Regions from separate parts of the Pan troglodytes genome. Here region 1 is linked to region 2. A link is a contact called in public HiChIP or PLAC-seq data. All regions are on one chromosome and are shown on one strand. Each heading gives the region's core, a stretch centred on a gene start, on an enhancer-like site or on the middle of the called end of the contact. The rest is flanking DNA. Distances are from core to core; before and after follow the strand shown. Region 1 holds the start of KBTBD4 (kelch repeat and BTB domain containing 4). Region 2 holds the start of PSMC3 (proteasome 26S subunit, ATPase 3).

The links. HiChIP or PLAC-seq counts read pairs in DNA pulled down with a chosen protein or histone mark.
Region 1: a contact with region 2 is called in an H3K4me3 HiChIP or PLAC-seq map of stem cell-derived excitatory neurons, with 11 times the contacts expected there. The contact joins the promoter of KBTBD4 here to the promoter of PSMC3 in region 2. A contact is called at or near these places in 1 of 7 Hi-C or Micro-C datasets (stem cell-derived neural progenitor cells) and 1 of 1 datasets of contacts at active chromatin or transcription factors (stem cell-derived excitatory neurons).

What each region holds. Positions count from the first base shown.
Region 1 is chr9:51,592,343-51,598,350 of NHGRI_mPanTro3-v2.0_pri, forward strand. It overlaps KBTBD4 (kelch repeat and BTB domain containing 4), which reads right to left and starts at 3,542. Exons shown (of 4, transcript NM_001280204.1): 1 at 3,435-3,542; 2 at 2,015-2,632; 3 at 198-304. The coding sequence starts at 2,603. It overlaps NDUFS3 (NADH:ubiquinone oxidoreductase core subunit S3), which reads left to right and starts at 3,695. Exons shown (of 9, transcript NM_001079913.1): 1 at 3,695-3,761; 2 at 3,872-3,937; 3 at 5,121-5,218; 4 at 5,431-5,580. The coding sequence starts at 3,695. LOC112204963 (U5 spliceosomal RNA) reads right to left here and starts at 1,196; the gene lies at 1,079-1,196.
Region 2 is chr9:51,440,373-51,445,895 of NHGRI_mPanTro3-v2.0_pri, forward strand. It overlaps PSMC3 (proteasome 26S subunit, ATPase 3), which reads right to left and starts at 2,162. Exons shown (of 12, transcript XM_508413.8): 1 at 1,866-2,162; 2 at 1,528-1,611; 3 at 781-906; 4 at 267-371; 5 at 91-153. The coding sequence starts at 1,940.

The DNA.
Region 1 (6,008 bases), core at 2,292-4,791, 150 kb after region 2:
ACTAGGGAGGCTGAGGCAGGAGGATGGCGTGAACCCGGGAGGCAGAGCTTGCAGTGAGCCGAGATTGCGCCACTGCACTCCAGCCTGGATGACAGAGCAAGACTCCATCTCAAAAAAAAAAAAAAAGAGGCCAAATTGACTGATGGCAAGAATGCATGGAGAGTATGCAGTCTCAACAATTAAGAGATTTGCCTTACCTTCAAGCTTGTCCTGAGTGACTCTGCAAAAGCCTCTCTTTCCTCTTTATTAAAGTTGATCCAGGCTTCTATTGCCTCTGTTGGGTTCTGAGAACACGGAACTCCATCTGTGAGAGCCAGAGGAAAGGCATGGTCAATGACAATCCGAAAGAGAAATTCAGAGTAAGGGACTTTAAAGATGTGAACCACTTTATTAGACTACTGCTGGGCATGTGTATATGTGTACATGCATACATACACATATACATGAAATTAACCTAAAATTGCTTTTTTTTTTTTTTTTTTTTTTGAGGCAGGGTCTCACCCTGTTGCTCAGGCAGAAGTGCAATGGCGCAATCACCATCACCATAGCCTCAACCTCCTGGGCTCAAGCAATCCTGTTTCAGCCTCCCAAGTAGCTGGGACTACAGGTGTGCACCACCACGCCTGGCTAATTTTCTTATTTTCTGTATAGACAAGGTCTCACTGTTGTCCAGGCTGGTCTCAAACTCCTGCCATCAAGGGATCCTCCCTCCTTGGCCTCCCAAAGTGCTGGGATTACAGGCATGAGCCACCATGCCTGGCGGGTCTTGCTTTTTTTTTTTTTTTTTTTTTTGAGATGGAGTCTTGCACTGTTGCCCAGGCTGGAGTGCAGTGGCGTGATCTCGGCTCACTGCAAGCTCCACCTCCCGGGTTCACGCCATTCTCCTGCCTCAGCCTCCCGAGTAGCTGGGTCTACAGGCGCCTGCCACCATGCCCGGCTAATTTTTTGTACTTTCACCATGTTAGCCAGGATGGCCTCGATCTGACCTCGTGATCCGCCCGCCTCGGCCTCCCAAAGTGCTGGGATTACAGGCGTGAGCCACTGCGCCTGGCCCGTGCCTTGCTCTTTTTTAAAGATAGTCTCATGTGTTACATGAGCCCTCAAAAAGTTGGGTAAAGACTCATAACCGTTCCTCTCCATGGAAATCTTTAGTAAAAGGTAAAAGATTTACACAATCTGAAGAGAAACCAGAGTATGTGCCTTGCTTTTTTTAAATCAAAATGGATGACTCGATAAGCTCCCATCTGCCATGGAAGCAACCTACTAAGCTACAGAGCTCACACCATTTTTTTTTTTTTTTTGAGATGGAATCTTGCTCTGTCGCCCAGGCTGGAGTGCAGTGGCGTGATCTTGGCTCACTGCAACCTCTGCCTCCGGGTTCAAGTGATTCTCCTGCCTCAGCCTTCCCAAGTAGCTGAGACTACAGGTGCAAGCCACCATGCCCGGCTAATTTTTGTATTTTTTGTGGAGACGGGATTTCACCATGTTGGCCAGGGTGGTCTTGAACTCCTGACCTCAGGTGATCCACCCACCTCGGCCTCCCAAAGTGTTGGGATTACAGGTGTGAGCCACCATGCCTGGCCAACCTCACACCTTAAGTATGGCTATATCTCACTTGCAAGGTTAGGATTGTTTCCTAACGTTGGCCCATCACTAAAAAAGTTTTTAGTCTTAGATATCTTGCCCCATCACCAATTTACATAGGTAATTAGACCCACTGGGACATACGAAGTACAGGATAAATTAGAGTATAATACAAATCACTCCTCACTACTCTGTGTGGTTAAATGTTGTGCTTTAATTTTCCTGACTTCCTCTAACGCACTGTCTCTCTGACAGCAATTACACTGAATCTCACCTCAATCTTTCTCAGCAGGTTATCTCAGTAAGAATGCAGGAATAATAATGTAAACTAACACCAGGAAGCTTGAGGGTTCTTTTCTCCTAAACTAGAACATTCACTGAACATCATAGCCAAGTAACTGGGTATGGTGTGTCCCCTCCCTAAACTTACCCGAGATGATATCTGTGAGTAAGTGGTGGGGCAAGTGGAGAAATTCCTCTGTATTCTGCAGCTGGGCCAGGTGGGTCTTGGCACAGTGCTTGGCAGCCGTATAGAGCTCAGGATCACTGTGCCGATCTGCCAGCCACATCACCTGAAGGCAGTTTCCCACTTGCACTGTGCGGGCCAAAAACCGAGAGCATTCCTCAAAGAGAGATGTCAGCTGATACATGTCTGACACCTCATAAATTTCCTGCAACTCCTCAGCTCGAAGTTTCACAGTCCCATGGTAGATATAATCAACCAGGAGCTGGAAAACAGACTCGCTGACATCCTGCAGCACAATCACCCGGTTGTGGGCCTCCTTCAGGTTGGAAGTGAACATGGATCGGAAGAAGCAGCTCTGAGCTGAGAGGACCAGCCGATGGAGCTGAAACTCCCGGCCTTCCACCGAAATGGTGACATCAGCAAAGAGCTCCTCCTCTAGACACAGTTTCATGATGCCTTGAGCCACACGGCCTGAATGTGACCGATCTTTGAAAGTGTAGTTCACAAAGTAGTTCTCATCCATGGATGCTCCAGGCTCCTCTGGTGATTCCATGCTAGCCAACGTCTCTCTCTGCCAGCTGTCTGCAAAGCAACACCACCTTGAGTAACCTGAGGAATTCACAGCCATAGTCTGTGAATCCAACTGTCCAACTCAGGGAGGGAAAAGGAAGAAGTGAGAGCAAAGTGGGTCCAGATTGGCCTTAGTCCTGGCCCTGTCCATGATGTCCCTGACGCTATCCTTTAACCAAATCTGGGTTCGTTATCCCCAGTGGCGCCCCTCCGCTAATGAAATAAATAAAAGTTCCAACTCTGGGTGTTTTCCTGAGAAAACACGGAATAATTCCTTTCCATAATGTTAACAAAAGACTTGGGATTTAGGTCAATATATGAAAGCAAAGGGCTGGGAGAGGCCTGTGATCGTAAAAGCCTTACTAACCAAATAACTGGGGCATAAAACTAGTGAAGCTCAGGGGCAGTAGAATCAGACAAAAAGGACCCCGGCCCCGGCCTAGTGGCCAGGTCCTCTCCTTCCCAGCGCATGGAGTTAAGACGCTCCATATGAAGCCTAGCCTGGGATATCCGTGGGTCTTACATTTGCTGTCTTCTGAGCTGCTTCCCCCACACTTCCCCGCTCGCTCGAAAGACTCCCTATGGCTGCGTCCCAGAACTTGAGTCCATCCGCCCCCAGGCCGGGGCACTGGGAGGCCCATCACCCTGTGCAATGTCCCCGCTCCACCTTGAGTCGTCTTGGAAACGGTCGCCAGGGAAACCGTTCTTCCCGCTCAGGCCCGCCCGCCCTCGTCAAAAGCTTGGCTCAGAGAGCGGGGGAGGGGTGTGTAGCGTAGAACCCAGAACGCCCGCCCCCTCCCCTCCTCTCACCCGCCTGGTTCTTCAGCGTCCTCGCCTTCTCTCTAGGCTCTGCCACACGGAGCTAGGACCACGCTCACCTCACGATTTCCCTACCTGCCTGTCTCGCTTTCTCACCTGCGTTCCCTCCTTTCATCCCGGAACCCGGAACCTCCGCTTCCGGCTCCACGTCCGCCCGGAAGAAGATCTGCTGCACACTTCCGTTTCCGGTCCGTGCCCTTGGGGCTCCGTGTCCTGCTGTCTTTCCGTCCGCTGCCTAGTCTGCATCTGAGTAACATGGCGGCGGCGGCGGTAGCCAGGCTGTGGTGGCGCGGGATCTTGGGGGCCTCGGCGCTGACCAGGGGTGAGCACGGGCAGCCAGCTGAGACCGGGGTCAGGCGCAGCGGCGTGCCCAGTGCAGAGAGCTCCTCAGGGCTCATCCCGCGCGTCTGTGCCTTTTATCTCCCTGTGCAGGGACTGGGCGACCCTCCGTTCTGTTGCTGCCGGTGAGGCGGGAGAGCGCCGGGGCCGACACGCGCCGTGAGTATGTGCGGGCAGCGCTCTTCTCTGAACTATCGGCGGGGCCCCTTAGGTGCCTGTCCTTGCCCTAGGATGCCCTTCCCTTCGTCCTCCTGGCAAATCTTGGAGATCTGACTTGCAGTGGTCTTCACCCTGCATGCAGAATCGAGCCCTCCCTGTGCCCTTAGGCCTGTTATGGCCCTGATTGTTCCTTGTCCATTTCAATCATCCCCTTTTTGTCTGATTAAACTGTCAGCTCTTTGAAAGCAAGCAATATAACCTTTAGGCCTCAGAGCCCTGTAATAATAGTACCTAGCGTTAATTGAGTGCTTAATGTGTGCCTGGCACCTCGCTAAGCGTTTTAGTGAATGATCTTATTTCGTCCTCACAACAGCCTTATGGGGTAGATAGCATCTTACTCTTCTTACTATAGATCAGGAAACAGTCCAAAGAATTAAACTGCCCAGGGTCAAAGACCTAGTGAATGACAAAGTAGGCCTGCCTGCTGCCAGAGGCAGAAACACCTAACCATTATTCTGTAGCTTGTGATGTGTGATTGCTCAGTGGTTTAGGGTTGCATGAATGAGTATGTACATATTATGTTACAGTCAAGATACACGGACTGGGAGTTAGGAGACCTGGCATTTCTCCTTTCCTGGGCCTCAGTTTTCTCATTGACACACACACACACACAGACACACACACACACACACCTGGGCCTCAGTTTTCTCATTGACACACATACACACACACACTTTCAAGGAGACAGTCTGTGAGGGGTCTTCAAGCCCTGAAGTTCTTAGCTTGAGAACCTGGTATAAACTTGCGTGCTAAGGAGCTACAGAGAGGCAAAAAGTTCAGTTCCCATCCTCAAACAGCTCTTAGTCTGACAGGAGAACTGAGACTACTGCTTTAGCAGAAATGCAGGCAATGTGAGGGAAGAACCGTGGAGTAATTTTGAGAAGAGGTGAACACCCCAGCTGCTATAGTAAGAGTCTTTCTGAGGACCGTGTAGTTAAGGTGGCACTTTACCCAAGTTTTCATCACTCTATTCCCTAGAAGGGAAACCTTTCACATGCACCTTTCTCAAGGTGCTTCAGGGAGCCTTTCCTGGATTTGACATCCCTTACAAGCCTAAGAGACTGCATGCAGGGCTGGCTTTTGCCTTCTCCATTTCTTTGTTAAATATGCCTTTTCCTTCCAGCCACTGTCAGACCACGGAATGATGTGGCCCACAAGCAGCTCTCAGCTTTTGGAGAGTATGTGGCTGAAATCTTGCCCAAGTATGTCCAACAAGTTCAGGTAATACTTACTACTGTTATTTGGGTCTGGGTCAAGAAAGAACCATGTTCGCAGGGCATGTGGGAGTGGGCAGACTTGTTTCAAAGAAACTACAGATTCCTCCATCCCAAGCTTGGACATTTCTCTCAGCATTAAACCAGGTGACTCCAGCTGAAGTTAGCTGTTCCCTCAGTAGCTCTTTGTTCCCTCTCCCCTCCCTTTCATGTGTGCAGGTGTCCTGCTTCAATGAGTTAGAGGTCTGTATCCATCCTGATGGCGTCATCCCAGTGCTGACTTTCCTCAGGGATCACACCAATGCGCAGTTCAAATCCCTGGTTGACTTGACAGCAGTGGACGTCCCAACTCGGCAGAACCGTTTTGAGGTCAGTTGGGAGATCTGAGAAGGTTTTGGGGGTAAGGGTATTAATTTCAGTTTGTAACATACAATAGAACACAGCAGTTAAACTGGAACTTCAGAGTCAAGTAGATCTCAAGTTGGATCTTGGTTCTGCCACTAAATGGCTGTGGGACCTCAGATAACTCAAATATTTTGTTTAATCTTTTTTTTTTTTAGACGGAATCTTGCTCTGTCGCCAGGCTGGAGTGCAGTGGCATGATCTTGGCTCACTGCAACCTCCGTCTCCCAGGTTCAAGCGATTCCCCTGCCTCAGCCCCCTGAGTAGCTGGGACTACAGGTGCATGCCACCACGCCCGGCTAATTTTTTGTATTTTTTTAGTGAAGACTGGGTTTCACCATGTTGGCCAGGATGGTCTCGATTTCCTGACCTCGTGATCTGCCTGCCTTGGCCTC
Region 2 (5,523 bases), core at 912-3,411:
CCAAGATTCAGAGCCAACAGTGACCTGGGGCGGGTGCAGGGGCTCAGCTAGTCACCAGAAAAGCACTGCCTGGGCTCAGGCCCCACTCACCACCAGGTCTCCTGGCTTTAGCTTTTCAGCATCCACCAACCCAATCACAGGAAGGAAGTACGTCTGTGGACAAGTTACAGGGGCAGTCTCAGTTAGTGTCCTCAGGGAAGGCTCCCTAGTCCTGTCCCACATCCGCTCCTCACCCTCCTCCAGTCTCATTGCTGAGCCACGCTCACCTGTCGTGTAGAGGTTTTGATCACAGCACACTTGCCCTTCCTCTGGGAGTCCAGGTCAATATTGGCACCATCCTCCTCTTGGTCATTAGGATCAACATCCAGGAGCTGGGAAGGAAAAAATACTCAGCTCCTTGAACTCCCCAAGGCCCAGTGCTTCCTAAGACAGTTCCTAATACCTGCAGGGCTGGCCATCCCTACCTCCCTCCTCCAATAGCCCTGAGCCCACCAAACGTGGTGCCCCTGCTAAGCCCAGCGATTGATCTCTGTGTAGGTGCTGCTCCTCTGCACAGGGCTCATCTACCCCGGAGGAGACATAACCAACAGAAAAGGAGACACGTGAGACCTCCCAGGCCTTTGCAGGCCCCTGTCTTCCCCATGAAAGTGCCTCAGGAGGTGTAGCCCTGACATGCAGTTTGGCCTCAATACCTCCACCCACTCTTTCCCTAGTGGCCCCACCCCAGGCTGTCCCCAATCCCTGCTGACTCCCTCTCTTCCCCTCCACATACACACACACCTCGATGACGTTGGAGACAAGGTACGGCAGGGTCTTGTTCACTTTGATTTTCTCACTGTTCTCTTTTATCTTGTCCTTCATGGCTTGGAGCTCATGGGTGACTCTCAACACTTCACTCTTCATGATCTGAGATCAGGAGGGGAGGAGAAGCAAATATAAACCCTGGCACAGCTTATGCTAGAGCCCTGTAACTAGTGAGGTCCAGGGTGCCCAGGGGACCCTCCCGCATCCATTCATCCAGCTCTGAGGCTCTCTGAAGGCAGAGTCTGACTGTGTCCACATCCTGCAGAAGTCAAAAGAGGAGGCCAGTTTGGAAACCTCCTGGTGAAATAGTGGTAGTATTGGAATAAAAGCAGGCCTCCGAGAGAGGCAAATATAGGTTTTAGGTTCTGCCTCGTAGTAAGAACTGGGTGCTTTATCGCAGTACAAACCTCTCTGGGCCTGTCTCCTCATCTGTAAAATAGGCATTTTACTAAAAGAAGGATTCTTGAGAGGATTATTCCCAGTTCTCACTGGGAAAGGCAATCTGATAACCTCTCATCTCAGCCCAGGTCTCCCACCATCCCCTACCTGTCTTCTTGTCCCTTTTAAGGCTTAGTTTTCTTTCCTCTCTTCCTGATACGAGGGGGAAGCCCGAGCCCCATGTCTCCCCCAGGGTGCCCGAGAAGGAAGTAGGAGAGGCGACTCGGATCGCTGGGGCCTGTCCTGTAGGGGGCCCCATCGCCCGCACAGGAGCTGTGCGCCCACCTTGATCTCACTGTCCAGCAGCCGTGTGCGCTGGATGATCTCCTCCGTGGACATCTTGAGCACCTCCTCCCCAATTCCATCTTGCTGTAAAAAATTATTTGTTTATTTATATATTTACTTTTACTCAGAACAAGCATCCCTCGTTCTCCGAACCCACTCACAGCCTCAGTTTCCACGCCCATAAAACCAGGATGGAGTCAGGACCCCTGCCCACATCCCAAACAACCCCGTCCCCGGGATCGGGCCAGACCTTGACCCCCAGCCACCTCCTTCCCTCTTGTCAATGGCGTCTCCCTGCGGGCCCCGGTTCCCGGACCGCCAGCTCGCCCGGTGCCCACCTCGGCCTCATCCCACACGGTCGCCATCTTCTCCTGCCGAGTCACTGGACTCTCAAGATTCGGCAGCAGATTCATTTCCTGGAGGAGCGGGCAGAAGATGGGACCAGGCGGGAGCCGCAACGGGAGATTAATACCGTCTTTCTTAAAGCCTTCTCTTGACCAGTGGAAAACCTCTCCCCACAAATCCCGACTCTTGACCGGACCAGCTCCGGCCGTGCTGCGGAGCAGCGAATCTGCCTCTCCGATTCCAAAGACCAACCCCTGGCCACAGGCCCCGCCCCCGCGGCCCCCGAAACGTTCCCGCCCGCGTCCTATTTTTGCCGGGCGCGAGAGGTGGGGCCGCTATTGGCCGACACGCGCGTTGGGGGCGGGGCCTAGGTGTAAAACCGGAAAGGGAGGGAGAACGGTGGGATCCGCGAGGGCCTTTGGGAAATGTAGTCTTTAATCTGGCCGGTGACAGATGCTTGCGGAGGGGCGCGTTCAAACTCAGACTGTGACCCCGCTAGGAATAAGGGGATTTACACAATGACACTGCCTCCCAATTAATAAACGACATAGGCCAGCCGTGTGCAAAGGGCCAAAAAGGCATGCCACCTCAGTCCGCATTTTTACAATTATTTAAGTACAAGCTGGCCACCCGGAGTTACGGGAGGGAATCATTAACCAGCTTTAAAGAGAAATCGCTGCTGCTCCTAACGTCAGAGCAGGCTTCACGGAATTGTCCACGTGGGAAGAACTCAATTGACCATCAGCCTCTACGATTAAAAACATTATGACTCGGGCCGGGCGCGGTGGCTCACGCCTGTAATCCCAGCACTTTGGGAGGCCGAGGCGGGCGGATCACGAGGTCAGGAGATCGAGACCATCCTGGCTAACACGGTGAAACCCCGTCTCTACTAAAAATACAAAAAATTAGCCGGGCGTGGTGGCGGGCGCCCGTAGTCCCAGCTACTCCGGGCTGAGCCAGGAGAATGGCATGAACCTCGGAGGCGGAGCTTGCAGTGAGCCGTGATCGCGCCACTGCACTCCAGCCTGGGCGACAGAGCGAGACTCCGTCTCAAAAAAAATTATGTCTCGTATCTGCAATTGTTTGTTTTCTCTGCCCATGGTTAGTAATCTCAGTGAGCAGAGCGGGTCTCCGGATCATGGGAGACTCATTCGTTGTACCCTTGTCGGCTATTTTAAATGATCTCTCCTTATCTTTTGAGGTGAGCCCTGGAGCCCCTTTAAAGGGAACTTCATGTAAGCAACATAGCTTATATTTCAAGTCAAACCATCACAAACACTCTGTTAACCTGATGAAAATCTGTGCAATCGTTGCCTTTTTGTTTGTTTGTTTGCTTGTTTTTTGTTTTTTGAGACGGAGTCTCGCTCTGTCGCCCAGGCTGGAATGCAGTGGCGCGATCTCTCCCTACCGCAACCTCCGCCTCCCGGGTTCAATGGATTCTCCTGCCTCAGCCTCTCAAGTAGCTGGGATTACAGGCACCCACCACCACGCCCAACTAATTTTTGTATTTTTAATAGAGACAAGGTTTCACCATGTTGACCAGGCTGGTCTCAAACTCCTGGGCGTAAGTGATCTTCCTGCCTCAGCCTCCTAAAGTGTTGGTACTATAGGCATGAGCCACTACACCTAGCCTTTGCAGTAGTTTTTTTTGGAACACGGTTGAAAGCAGAATTTTTTTCTTTAAATAACAACATGTACAGCTGCTCACTCAGGCTGACAAAGCGTCTCCTCAAGTAACAGTGCTTTATTCCATTCTCTCAACAAGCCTGCCTTGTGGACAGATTGAATTACCATTCTCAACTTTAAATAAGCATAGGGAGGCTCAGAGAGGTTAAGTGCCTTGCTGGAGGTTATTCAGTGAGTCACTGGCAGCACTAGGACTGCTGACCCCAAATTCTCACTTTGAGTTGCCCGACAGGAGCCAAGAAGCCCAGAGGGGAAAGAGACTGTCCAATCTGTGCTGGTCCCACTATGCCTGGGTCAGTTGGGTCCCATTCTGGGGCCTACTTTTGGAGATCCTGACAAATACGAATATGTTTAGAAAGCCTCCAGCCTGGGCCTAGGAGGGATGCAGACATTCTCCCCTTAACCAACTTTTAGGTAGGCTCTTCTGAGCCATCTTTTTTTGACTAGGCCTTGTGGGCTGTTCCTTCATCCCTGTCATCAACTTGTCTAACCCTGTTTTCACAAAAATCCTGCTAGTCAGTTTAACGGAATCCCCCCACCCCTGATACCTCATCCCTCTTGATATATGATCCAGGTCCTCATTTACCCTTCACCATTGAAGTATAAACCCTTGGTCTGCTTTTTTTTTTTTTTTTTTTTTTTTGAGACGAAGTCTTGCTCTGTCACCCAGGCTTGAGTTCAGTGGTGCGATCTTGACTCACTGCAACCTCCGCCTCCTGTGTTCAAGCAATTCTCCTGCCTCAGCCTCCTGAGTAGCTGTGATTACAGACACCCACCACCACGCCCAGCTAATTTTTGTATTTTAGTAGAGACGGGGTGTCACCATGTTGGCCAGGATGGTCTCGACCGCCTCATGATCCTCTCGCCTCCACCTCCCAAAGTGCTGGGATTACAGGCGTGAGCCACCGCGCCCGGCCGTCCTTGGCCTGCTTTAACAAGAATCCTGTTAGGCCATTTTAGCAAGAATCCCCCTACTGGCCGGGCGCGGTAGCTCACGCCTGTAATCCCAGCACTTTGGGAGGCCGAGGCGGGTGGATCACAAGGTCAGGAGATCGAGACCATCCTGGCTAACACGGTGAAACCCCGTCGCTACTAAAAAATACAAAAAATTAGCCGAGCGTGGTGGCGGGCGCCTGTAGTCCCAGCTACTTGGGAGGCTGAGCCAGGATAATGGCGTGAACTCAGGAGGCGGAGCTTGCAGTGAGCCAAGATCGTGCCACTGCACTCCAGCCTGGACGACAGAGCGAGACTCCATCTCAAAAAAAAAAAAAAAAAAAAAAAGAATCCCCCTACTGTTAATACTTCCCCTTAGTAATTTTCAATCCACTGACCCCTTCACGTTGCTTTGGTTATAAATTCCCAGCTGTGTTTCCTGTATTCAGAATTGAGCTCAGTTCTATACTGCAATCTTTTTCCTAATCCCCAAAGCCAGTGCCGGACCGCAGCCTGGTGGAATGTTAAAGAGAAGGATTGACCCACCTGGATTTTAGGACCATTCTAGGCTGAACGTCTCATTCTTTTTTTTTTTTTTTTTGAGACAGAGTCTTGCTCTGTCACCCAGGCTGGAGTGCAATGGCACAATCACAGCTCACTGCAACCTCCACCTCCTGGGTTCAAGTGATTCTCCTGTCTCAGCCTCCCAAACAGCTGGGACTAAAGGCACCCACAACCATACCTGGCTAATTTTTGTATTTTTAGTAGAGACGGTGTTTCACCATGTTGGTCAGGCTGGTCTCAAACTCCTGACTTCAGGTGATCAGCCTGTCTCAGCCTCCCAAAGTGCTGGGATTAGAGGCGTGAGCCACTGCACCCGGCCCTGAACATCTCCTTCTTTAATCCTGGCTAGAATGACAGGGATTGATTATCTTGGAAGCCCAGGAGTAGGAATGTCTTGGGGAGATGGGAGAAAAAGGAGAATAGTTTATGAAGGTTCACTCTGCTCAAAAAGGTCAAGGAAGTACCAGG